Regions from separate parts of the Mus musculus genome. Here region 2 is linked to region 1. A link is a contact called in public Hi-C data. All regions are on one chromosome and are shown on one strand. The core of a region is the stretch at or near the end of the contact, and the rest is flanking DNA. Distances in the headings are between cores, read along the strand shown.

What was found. A called contact is a pair of places that touch in the nucleus more often than the background predicts.
Region 2: a contact with region 1 is called in a Hi-C map of bone marrow-derived macrophages, with 21 read pairs. The contact joins two enhancer-like sites. A contact is called at or near these places in 1 of 484 Hi-C or Micro-C datasets (bone marrow-derived macrophages), 1 of 115 datasets of contacts at active chromatin or transcription factors (bone marrow-derived macrophages) and 3 of 9 other capture datasets (adipose tissue, liver and pancreatic islet).

The regions. Positions count from the first base shown.
Region 1 is chr1:105,811,158-105,816,173 of GRCm38.p6, forward strand. It overlaps Tnfrsf11a (tumor necrosis factor receptor superfamily, member 11a, NFKB activator), which reads left to right. Exons shown (of 10, transcript NM_009399.3): 4 at 2,494-2,637. Among named protein-coding and RNA genes, the nearest start is that of Tnfrsf11a, 33 kb to the left of the region's middle. Within about 2 kb of position 2,059, at least 27 of the 459 cell types and tissues checked have an H3K27ac peak or open chromatin away from gene starts, as enhancers often do. A contact at or near this core is called in bone marrow-derived macrophages, where this site is marked.
Region 2 is chr1:106,017,453-106,022,415 of GRCm38.p6, forward strand. Zcchc2 (zinc finger, CCHC domain containing 2) reads left to right here. Exons shown (of 14, transcript NM_001122676.1): 7 at 767-850; 8 at 2,396-2,453; 9 at 4,274-4,406. Among named protein-coding and RNA genes, the nearest start is that of Zcchc2, 30 kb to the left of the region's middle. Within about 2 kb of position 2,564, at least 41 of the 459 cell types and tissues checked have an H3K27ac peak or open chromatin away from gene starts, as enhancers often do. A contact at or near this core is called in bone marrow-derived macrophages, where this site is marked.

The DNA of each region.
Region 1 (5,016 bases), core at 809-3,308:
TGTCTCCTGCCAGTACTGAAGCCGAACACTGAACACGGAACACCGAACACAGTAGATTGTTCTTAAAGCGTTGCCACCCTCGATCCCTTATGCTCATACAGAATCCTGCTAGGATTTTTCAGAAAAGTGGCATATTCCTATGTTCCTGCATGTGCTACACACATGTTTTGGGCTGCACGGTTTGGGCATTTGATACAATAGCAAATGGGACTCCTGCTTGGGTCTAAAAAGCACGAAAATAGCAGTGTCCTTTTTTAGCTGGCTGTAACTTGAGGCAATGAAGGAAGAAGCAGGTTTTGATTTTCCGTCTCTTTTCTCTTTGAAAATTAATGTACAAGGGCCGTGTATATAATGTAGATAATCCAGATGAGACGGGGCCTTTCAGCATTCTCAGAGTGATATTGTTGTTGTTTAGTTGGTTTTTGCTTTCTAAAGAGTCATTTTAATTATGTATGCATGTATAAGGGATGACATGTACACACACACACACACACACACAGGTGCCCAAGGAGGCCAGAAAAATGTGTCAAACCCCTTGGATCTGGAATTATGGGCAGGAATGAGCTGCAGGACATGGGTACTTGTATAAATTATTTAATCTCAATGGGTGGCTCTTACTTTACCTTTGATAATCCAGTTCCTGGATAAAAGGCACAGCTTTTATTCTTTTTATAAGCTTTAATCAGCACTAGAGCTGGGCAAATATCTACCCTATGAGCTGTTAGAATCTAGTTCCCCATTAATAAATCCAAATTTCCATCTGGGCTGCTCTTAACTTCAAGTGGCCAGGCCTCATGGCCATGATTTTATGGCATCTTCCTCCTCTCCTCTCCTCTCCTCTCCTCTCCTCTCCTCTCCTCTCCTCTCCTCTCCTCTCCTCTCCTCTCCTCTCCTCTCCTCTCCTCTCCTCTCCCCTCCCCTCCCCTCCCCTCCCCTCCCCTCCCCTCCCCTCCCCTCCCCTCCCCTCCCCTCCCCTCCTCTCCTCTCCTTTGTGGTTCTTATCAGACCCCAAGCTCAGGAACCCCAAGCCCTCACTTATCTCAATTCTGCCCAACTATAGGCTGTAGGAATCTTAATTCACCAATCAGGGATAACTTGGGGGGCAAGGCCACATAGTCACTTGAGTCTTTGTGGCAAATTCTCTTATCCTTGGGGCCAACCAAGTCTTGGGGGTCAGTATTTAGCATTACAATACAAGCAAAAGACCAAACCTCAACAGCTACTGAGAATGGAATATAGATTCTGGGAGCAGAATGGGCTCATAACCAGTAAGCCATTTCTACAGCCACCTGGGTGATTTTAAATAATTTTATGACTTCATGTGTGTGCATGCCTGTAAATCGAGTTTCCTTATTCACAGTAGCTGTATTTCTGTGAAATCAGCACAACCATTAAATTAGTGAGTCCTGAACCACTGACTAAGACACTAACAGACACTAAGAGAATTCAGGCCTGGATTTCAACAAGCCCCTGGCCAGAGGGACATCACCCACTGGCACAAATGCCTTGTCCTATGTGTGTTACTGTTTACTAGATGTTTGTTGAGTAGGTACACAACTCAAACTTACACAAAACTTTATACCACACATGTTTTCTGGGCAGAGCATATCACTGCCTTCTTGTATGTAGACACAAGACGCCACTGCACATGGGGACATTTAAAATAGGACATCGTCCAATAAAAGCAAAACTGAGAAAAGTGACATTGGATAGACAGAAGCAAGGACCCTCATTTAGGTGGGGGACCTAGCCAAGTGGTGGAATGCATGAGGTTGTAGTTTCAGTCCCCAGTACTACACTGGAAGGAAATTCGTGTGAATCTGAGTAACAAGAATGATTTGCGAGTGTTGGACACTTGGCTTACAATCTAGTTAAATTCCCATATTCCCGTATTCTGGAAACCTACGAGAAGCTGGAAGATTGAAGGCAAGCACTTTGCATCTATTGGGAGGACACAGTGTGTAACCCTGGCCCACGGGACAGACGACTGCTCACGTGTGACCTGCTGCCTGCTTCTGCTTTGTCCACTTGCCTGAGGACCCCAGAGCCTTCAGGACCCTGGGATGAGTTCACGTCTCCAAAAAAAGCCCTTCTGTCTAGCTAAACTTGGCTTAACAGTTGGTGTGACTTCTGAATTTAGAAAAAAAAAGAAAAAGAAAAAGAAAAGAAAAGAAAGAAAAGAAAAGAAAACCAAGAAGCTATGCACTGCTGTGCATTTCCCCCCAATAATTAAACCTAACACGAAACTGTTTAGACAGTCTACACAACTCCCAATTATTAGGAAGAAAAGGGTCTGTTGGACCGTTTCCTACCAATAAGGAAGTATGGGAAGGAACCCTGGAGTTCCTCACCCCGGTGAGTCATCCTGTTCGCGGCCAGATGCAGCTGGCTAGTGGGCTGTTTGGAACTGGGAGGGGGACCGTGCACCAGGTGAATATTGCATCTGTGTCTCCTATCCCTTGCTGGACGCTGATCATCTCTTGTTTCCTGCAGGCAAGGCCCTGGTGGCGGTGGATCCTGGCAACCACACGGCCCCGCGTCGCTGTGCTTGCACGGCTGGCTACCACTGGAACTCAGACTGCGAGTGCTGCCGCAGGAACACGGAGTGTGCACCTGGCTTCGGAGCTCAGCATCCCTGTACGGCTGCTCGGTTACTTGTGTGTGTGTGGCACCCGACATCCCTGTATGGCTGCACAGTTGCAGATGTGAGCTCTCGTAGTGAGCCCTGCTTTTAACCTCTGTCCAGGGGGCTTCCTGGGATTTGTCATAACTGTGTCAAGCAGCTGGCTCGGAGGAACCACAGCTGAACCATCAGTTTAGTCTAGTTTGGAACAGCCCTTGGGCAGTCGTCCCAAATTCCCTCACCCCTCTGTCCCTTTTGTGGCTATGGGCCTCAATATGTGAAACCTGAGGGTACTGACTTAGTGTTAAATTGTATAGTGCAGGAATCTGCCAAGGTATGACAAAGCACACAGCCTCTTAGAAGAGGGTGCACACCTCTGGACACAATGTAAATTGACATCTACAAATATTATTTTCAAATTTATAAAATTTCACATTTAAAGAGCTCCTAAAGACTTAGCTGTAGGGGAACTATCGCCACAATGACACTTTGAAAACAGGCAAGGAGGGCTGGGAGATAATTTCTGCTCTAAAGTGTTTCCCAAGAGTGAGAATCAAAAACCCACAGTAAAAGCTAATCCCAGCTCTTTGTATCCCTTCACATAAAGTGTAAGCACTAATTTGAAATGGTTGGCTTGGTTTTTTTGTTTTTGTTTTTTTAATTGAATTGACTTGGGTTCACAGGGTAAAAATTAGTGTTTTATTTTTCCCTCCTAGATAAAGCTGCTACCATTCTCATGATATGCTTTTTAAACTCTTTATAAAGTTGTAAAAGTTCACACCTTTTGAACTTTGAGAGTAGGCTAACCCGGTGTTTGAACTGGGGCTGTGTCTCACCACTGCCATGCATTAGCACAGAGTCCATTCGCACTTCCAGCTTCTGGGTTGTTTATGAAGCTGCTGAGACTCACTTACAGTTCCCCTAGCACCTTCCGAGTGCTACATCCTTGCTCACTAGTGACGTGAAGTCCAGTCTATTTTTAATGCTCTGCCATCTGAGAACCCCATTGTGTCCTTCAGCTCTGTGGAAAGCACAGAGGCAGAAATCCTTTCAACTTAACGACAGTGCTTCTGAGAGTCAGTCGCTGTCCCAGCTTCTAAGAAGTGCTACAAAGCAGGTTTTCAGAGCATAACAAATGGCTGCTTATGCCTGCCAGTCTTTCACTTAAAGACACGATTTTAAAGCCAGAGTGCTTGGACAAGGGCTGGGAAAATTAAAATATTAATCATTTGAGTGCACATGGAAGAAAGTATCCAGCTCACACGGCAGGCCTCTGCATCAGCCCTGACTCATCTGCACATGCTCTCTCGGAAAGTCAACTTGAGCTTTTAATTCGAAAAGACGGACCTCCCTACCATATTGACGCTCTCCCTCCAAATTCTGCTTTTAGAATAGACAAAGCCCTTGGCCTGGCCACGGACTTCCCACCTTTGTGAACTAGGTGTGAACATTATGATTTCTGGAAGATGTTCTTGCGGGGGGAAAAAAAGGAATGAAAAGGGCATGGCGGCTCCTAGGTATGACAGAGGAGAAGGTCTATTGGAGATAAATAGGAGAGCATAGCCAGAGGCAGACACATCTGGGACAATCCAGAGTGAACATGATGGGAGGTGGGGGGAACTGGGCCATGTGGTGAGAGTGGGGGTGGGGGAGAACAGATGAGAGCCAGGAGACCGGGAAGAGGTCAGGATTTAAAGGGTAAAAAGGAGCAGTGTAACCAAAATGGCTGCATTGTATGGGGAAGAGCAGTCCTGGGAAGATCAGCTCAGCCCCTGGGCTGGAGGAGTTGGGGTGGGGGGGTGGGTATGCCAGCCAGGCGGACCCTGTAACAGGGACTGAGGGATGCTGGGAGAACCTGCTGGCCACCAGCATCAGCTTTCATATGTTAATAGGCACCTCAGTGAGCCTTTGGCCAAGGTTTGAGACCTAACAGTTCTCAGTTTTGAAGCCTTTTGACAGTAGGTGAATAAAATTTCACTCCTGAGGCTGGGGAATGTAAGCTCAGTTGGTAAAATGCTCACCAAGTCTGTGCACAAAGCCCTGGATTGATCGATCCCAAGTTCCGAATAAAAACCTGGTGGCACATACCTGTCATCCTAGCACTCCGGCATTAAGGCAGGAGGACAGAGGTTCAGGGCCATCCCTAACTACACAGTGAGTTTGAGGTCAACCTGGGCTACAAGAGACTCTCTACTCCCAGAAGAATCAATTGCTCATGCCCCACCTTGCAGTATATTTGAATTCAAAACAGCTGACCTGGTCCCAATACCATTCTTTGACCACACCTCTGCTCTGGGCCAGTAGGGAAAGAGAAACAGGACCAGGCTGCTGTGAGTGGACTTTTATGGTCTCCAGTATTTCAACTCCTGGCTCAGTTTAGTACAGCCAGGACT
Region 2 (4,963 bases), core at 1,314-3,813, 210 kb after region 1:
AGTTAAGCTAATACCCCAGATTATCAACCTGTGCAGGAAAGCGACCCACATGGGACACATACATAGACATAAGGCAGAGTCTCTTGAGGTCTTAGCCAGGTTTTAAATTCACAGGCAGTGCTAAGGAGCCTAGCAAGTTTTGTCTGAAGAGTGGACACATAAAATATTGCTGAATGTCCACATCTTGGCTTGAGGGGAAACTTGTCAGCAGTTGATGTGTGTGAATTGTTTCTGCTAAAGAATAGCACAGTGTTGTCAGGGTTCATTTGCACACTTTTAAAAAAATGACTCCATCTTGTGTTTCCCTGGGGCAGAGAGCACTGTCCGATATGCTGACAGATAAGTAATTCTTGAGCAAACAGTGCTACACTCTAAGGTAGCTTCAGACTTCTTGTCTAGAACCCACTACTGTCCGAATGTGCAGTGGGTTGGCGCTGATCATAATCTCTGCTGTAACAAAACAGTAGTGTGGGGTTTAGAGCAGCTCAGCGTCGCCACGGTGCTGTTACAGGCTTTTCAGAAGTAACAGTAGAGAGTAGAGGCACTCCCCATTTCATCCTTTGCTTAGTGACCATGCTGGGCCTCGCAGGTGTCAGGTGCCACTCAGATAGTCCTGTGCGTTCTTGAAGGTCCTTCCTTGGAGAAAGGGTCTTTCACTATTAACTCTTCCCTCTCCTTGGGGCACAGGGATAATCATTATTCTGATTTTCTTTATCTCACTATTATAATTTTCCCAGAGTTAGTAGTATTGAATTATTTCCTGCAGATAACTTACAGTCCTCTCTGAAGACTTCTAAGATATTAGAACACTTAAAAGAAGACAGCTCAGAAGCTTCAAGTCAAGAAGAAGGTAATTGTAGAGTCACTAGACTAAGTCTGCACACACTGGCACAGGTCAGAACAAAGGAAAGAGAGCCCAGGTACACACGGGTATTGGGATGTCAGAGATGGCACTACCATACAGAAGAGTGGGCAGAGAAGAGGTTGCTCACTCCATGGTGTTGGCACAATTGGCTTTTTATATGAAGTGTATATTAATCAACTCCCACTATATATCATGTGCAAAACTTTCAAGGGATTAGCAACCATTTGTAAAATGTAAAGTTTAAAGTTTTATTTGTAAACCTGAGGAGAGAAGGTTTTGTTCAATAAGATGGATCATGACCATACATTTGATTAATCTAAGCAAGAACTTAGTATATGACCGAAGAGCCTGGATACTTAGAAGACAGTCTACAGATGATATACTAGCAGGGTGTTGACAAGAAGATGACAAATTGCTCGAAGTAGGAGGATTTTTCTGCAGTAGATCAGTCAGTGATATCATCATGGGATGATGTGAATCAGTGGAGAATTTATTCCAACATGTGAGTAAAATGGAGCATAGGAAATATATGATGAAACCCTCAAGCCAATAGGCACACAGCCTCCCAGGTAATTGAGAAAGTGAAGGACAGGGCCAAGACACCACTGCACGCACATTCATCAGACCAGTAAGCCGTTTTCACATCTGATGTCCAGGATATGACAGTAGGAGCTCAGACGTTATGGATGAGATGTTAATTGGCGCGTGTGTTTGCACAGACCACATGGCATGATGCAGTGAAGCTGGAGATCATGGCTACTACCTGCTGATTCAGCATCTATGAAATTAGACCATGTGCTGGCTGCACCAGGGTTTGTAGTGACAAATACCAGGGAGTCACCTGAATGTTTCAACTAAGTAGTCTCAGTAGACATACTAAGTATATCTGCTGGGCAGCAGTTAGAATAAAGCCCGCCATAGCCCTCTGTGAGTTTATGAATGTACTCACATGCACAGGTGGTTAAAATGGAGCTTTCGCTATAGTGTTTCAGCAAGTTAGGTAATAGTTAACTTCTGTGGAGGGGAGCAGGGGAGTAAAGGGTGACCTGTAGTCAGATCTCATACATCATTTCTTTTTTAGAGTAACTTGAGAGTGATCTTGTGGACTTTTAAAAATATTGAAAATTTTAATAGAAATAGTTTTACCTGAAGTAAATTCAGTTTGAAGTAACACGCTCACGTTAAAATTGCATAATTTTGAGTAAGATTGGTGTGCACATTTGAGGTAATTCAATAGTGTATTAGGCAATTGAAGATTTGTTATGGTATCTTCTGTAAGCTTGGTATGGTAATGCACACAGTAATCCTGGCACCCCGGAGGATGAAGCCAGGAGTTGGATTTGAGGTCAGCCTGGACCATATAGTAGACCTTGTCTCACAGAAACAAGTGGAAGTGCCCTGTGTGCTGGGAGCTAGGTCAGAGCTGGGCAGGAGCCCTCCAGCTGCGTCAGTCAGCACGAGCATCCTTTCAGTGCTTTGCTGTAGCACATAGTGTCCTGAATTAATTCACTCTTCTTTCTCCCACCCTAGATGTGTTACAGCACACCATCATCCACAAGAAACATGCTGGGAAAAGTCCCGCTCTGAAGTAGGTATCTAACTTCTAAAGTGTAAATGCCTTTGTACACCTTACACTCAGTCAGTGTTTAGTCAACTTCTCACCTGTGTGCTGTCTGGGAGTCTGCCATTTTCCTCTCGGGTGGGTTTTTTGTTTTGCTTTCTTTTCAGTTGCCGTGCGTGCTGTTTCCCTTTTGTCCCCTTCCTTCCTGCCCTTTGGGGAAGTTCTTTTGTGGCAGCCTTCAGAGTTACATACTGAATTTTATTCTTGTAGCTGCCCCCAAAATTGCAGTGTGTCTTTCACCTCTTAACGGGTAACATAAATTCATAGACAGTTTGTGCTTGCACGATTCCTTGAGTACTCTAAGGGACTCAGGTCACTGTATTGCTTTTGCCTGGGTTACAGTCATCCTGCATTTTCATTGTCTTCATAGTTTTAAATTGTGGCACTGTTTTCCAGCATTCATTTAGATCTCTTTCTGCTGTCTTGTCCCTCAGCATCCACCTATGATGGTTTCCCTTTTAAATGAATGCAGTTAGGGTGTGTGTGTGTTTGTGTGTGTGTGTGTGTGTGTGTGTGTGTGTGTGTGTGTGTGTATACACTTTGTATTACTGTGTATTGTACTGTGTATTATTGTGCTCACAAATCAAAGCCATCTACCACTGAGCTGTGCTTAGCTGAGTGAGTCTTGGTTGGCATTTCTTTTCTGCTGCCTCTTTGAAGCTGTAACTGACAGTCTTCTGGCTGTGTAGTTTTCATCTGCTGTGTGCCACCCCGTTGGCCTATCTCTGACACCTGATGTCTCTGGCAGATCAAATTGTTGATGTGATTTCTAGCTTACTAGTACTGCCCCTCATCTAAATGCCACAAGCGTTCTGCTCTTTTAGTCAGGACCCTCCTATGGGCAGCTGCTTTCTTTCTTTCTTTGTAGATGAGCTTGGGACTCCTTTGCTTGTGGCAGCCCTGGTTCCTCCTCTCTCCTGGGACTGAAGCCCTCCCTTCTCTGATCCACTCTTAGAGCTGTTCTTTCGGTAGCCTTTCCTCCTAGAGCCTTTGAGCTTTTCTCTGTTGTCCGTGATGGACTTTGTAGCTGTTTGCATTACTTGTGCTTCTAAACTCTGTAACTTTCTATATTTTGACTTTAGAAAGTTCTCAGCTTATGTCTTCAGATAGTCAGTTTCTGTTCTCTGAAGCCGTCTTGTAAGAGTCCCCGAGGTCCTTGTGTGTGGGCTGCTCACACATCCATCCCACTTGTCTCTTAGGTTTTTATGTTCCATCCTTTTGTCCTTCAGTGTAGCTTCTTCAGACCAAGCTTGTTATCAGCTCTTTCCCTCAGTTTCCCATCTGTTGAATTCTTACACTGGCTTCATAGTTGAAGACTTTACATTTGGTTCTTTCAGTGACTTGGCAGAACTCTCTGTCTTCCCAAAGTGTAAACCCAATAACTTCATCCTCTGCATTATTTAGGCCGTGGGGGGTTTCCAGTCACATTAGGTTGATCCTTCATAAACCTAATTGTACAGTTCCTCGCTCGGCAGCCCCTGCTGATCCAGGCTCTGCAGCCCCTCTGTTGATTGGACTGCAGGTGAAGCAGGGACACCCAGTCACAGGACACTAATGGCAAATGTACACGTGCTGCCACTCTCTAAGGACAGGCATTAATGATACTGTCCATTTACTTATTTCTTAGCGTATACTTTTTCCCATACACCTAACTCTAGATACTCAAAAGAAAAACAAAACGAACAAACAAAAAAACCCCAGAGACTAAGAGCCTTCTTGAGATGGTAAAATAGGTTAAGTTACGGGGACAGACTTGACACTGTCATATGTTTCTCTTTTATGAGCAGTGTTGCTACAAGCTGTTCTCCATTGGATGGCCTTACCATGCAGTATGCAGAACAAAATGGAATTGTGGATTGGAGGAACCAAGGCTGTGCGGCCATCCAACACTCAGAACACTGTGTGTCCTCAGCTGACCAAGTATGTGGCAGGTTGATTTTGGTGTCATGTGGTAAAAGCATTCTGCTCTGTGTACTTCCTAAGAAATGAATGCTATAAGTGCTGTGTCGGGTGATTTCTGGTAAGAAGTGAGGAAGCGTTCCAGCAGGAAGCTTTATTCTTAAACAGGACTGAAATCTTCTGAGGTCTGAAAAGGTGTATCTTTGGTTGTTTGTAGGAATACTGCAGTAAGACACCTACACTCTTTATTCTAGTTGTAGGGTTCATTAAGTTGTTCCTTCTTTTTGGGGGGTGGGAGGGAGGGTCTCACTATCTTGATATGATAGGGTTTTTAAAACTGACGTTTTCTTGTAGTGTTTAGTCAGGTGTCTCTGCATTCTAGCCTGTAATAAGTGAACTACTGTGCTGAGAGGAGAAGGCTGTGGTGCATATGGTATAATGTGCTACCATACTGGGGCAGAAGACTCATGCCGCAAGTGTGTTCTGTCTAGAAGATAGATCTGACCAGGACACAGATCCAAGTGTGTCTTTATGGATTCGTGGTTGTTTTGAGACGTTGTAAGTTGTCAAGGTCTCCT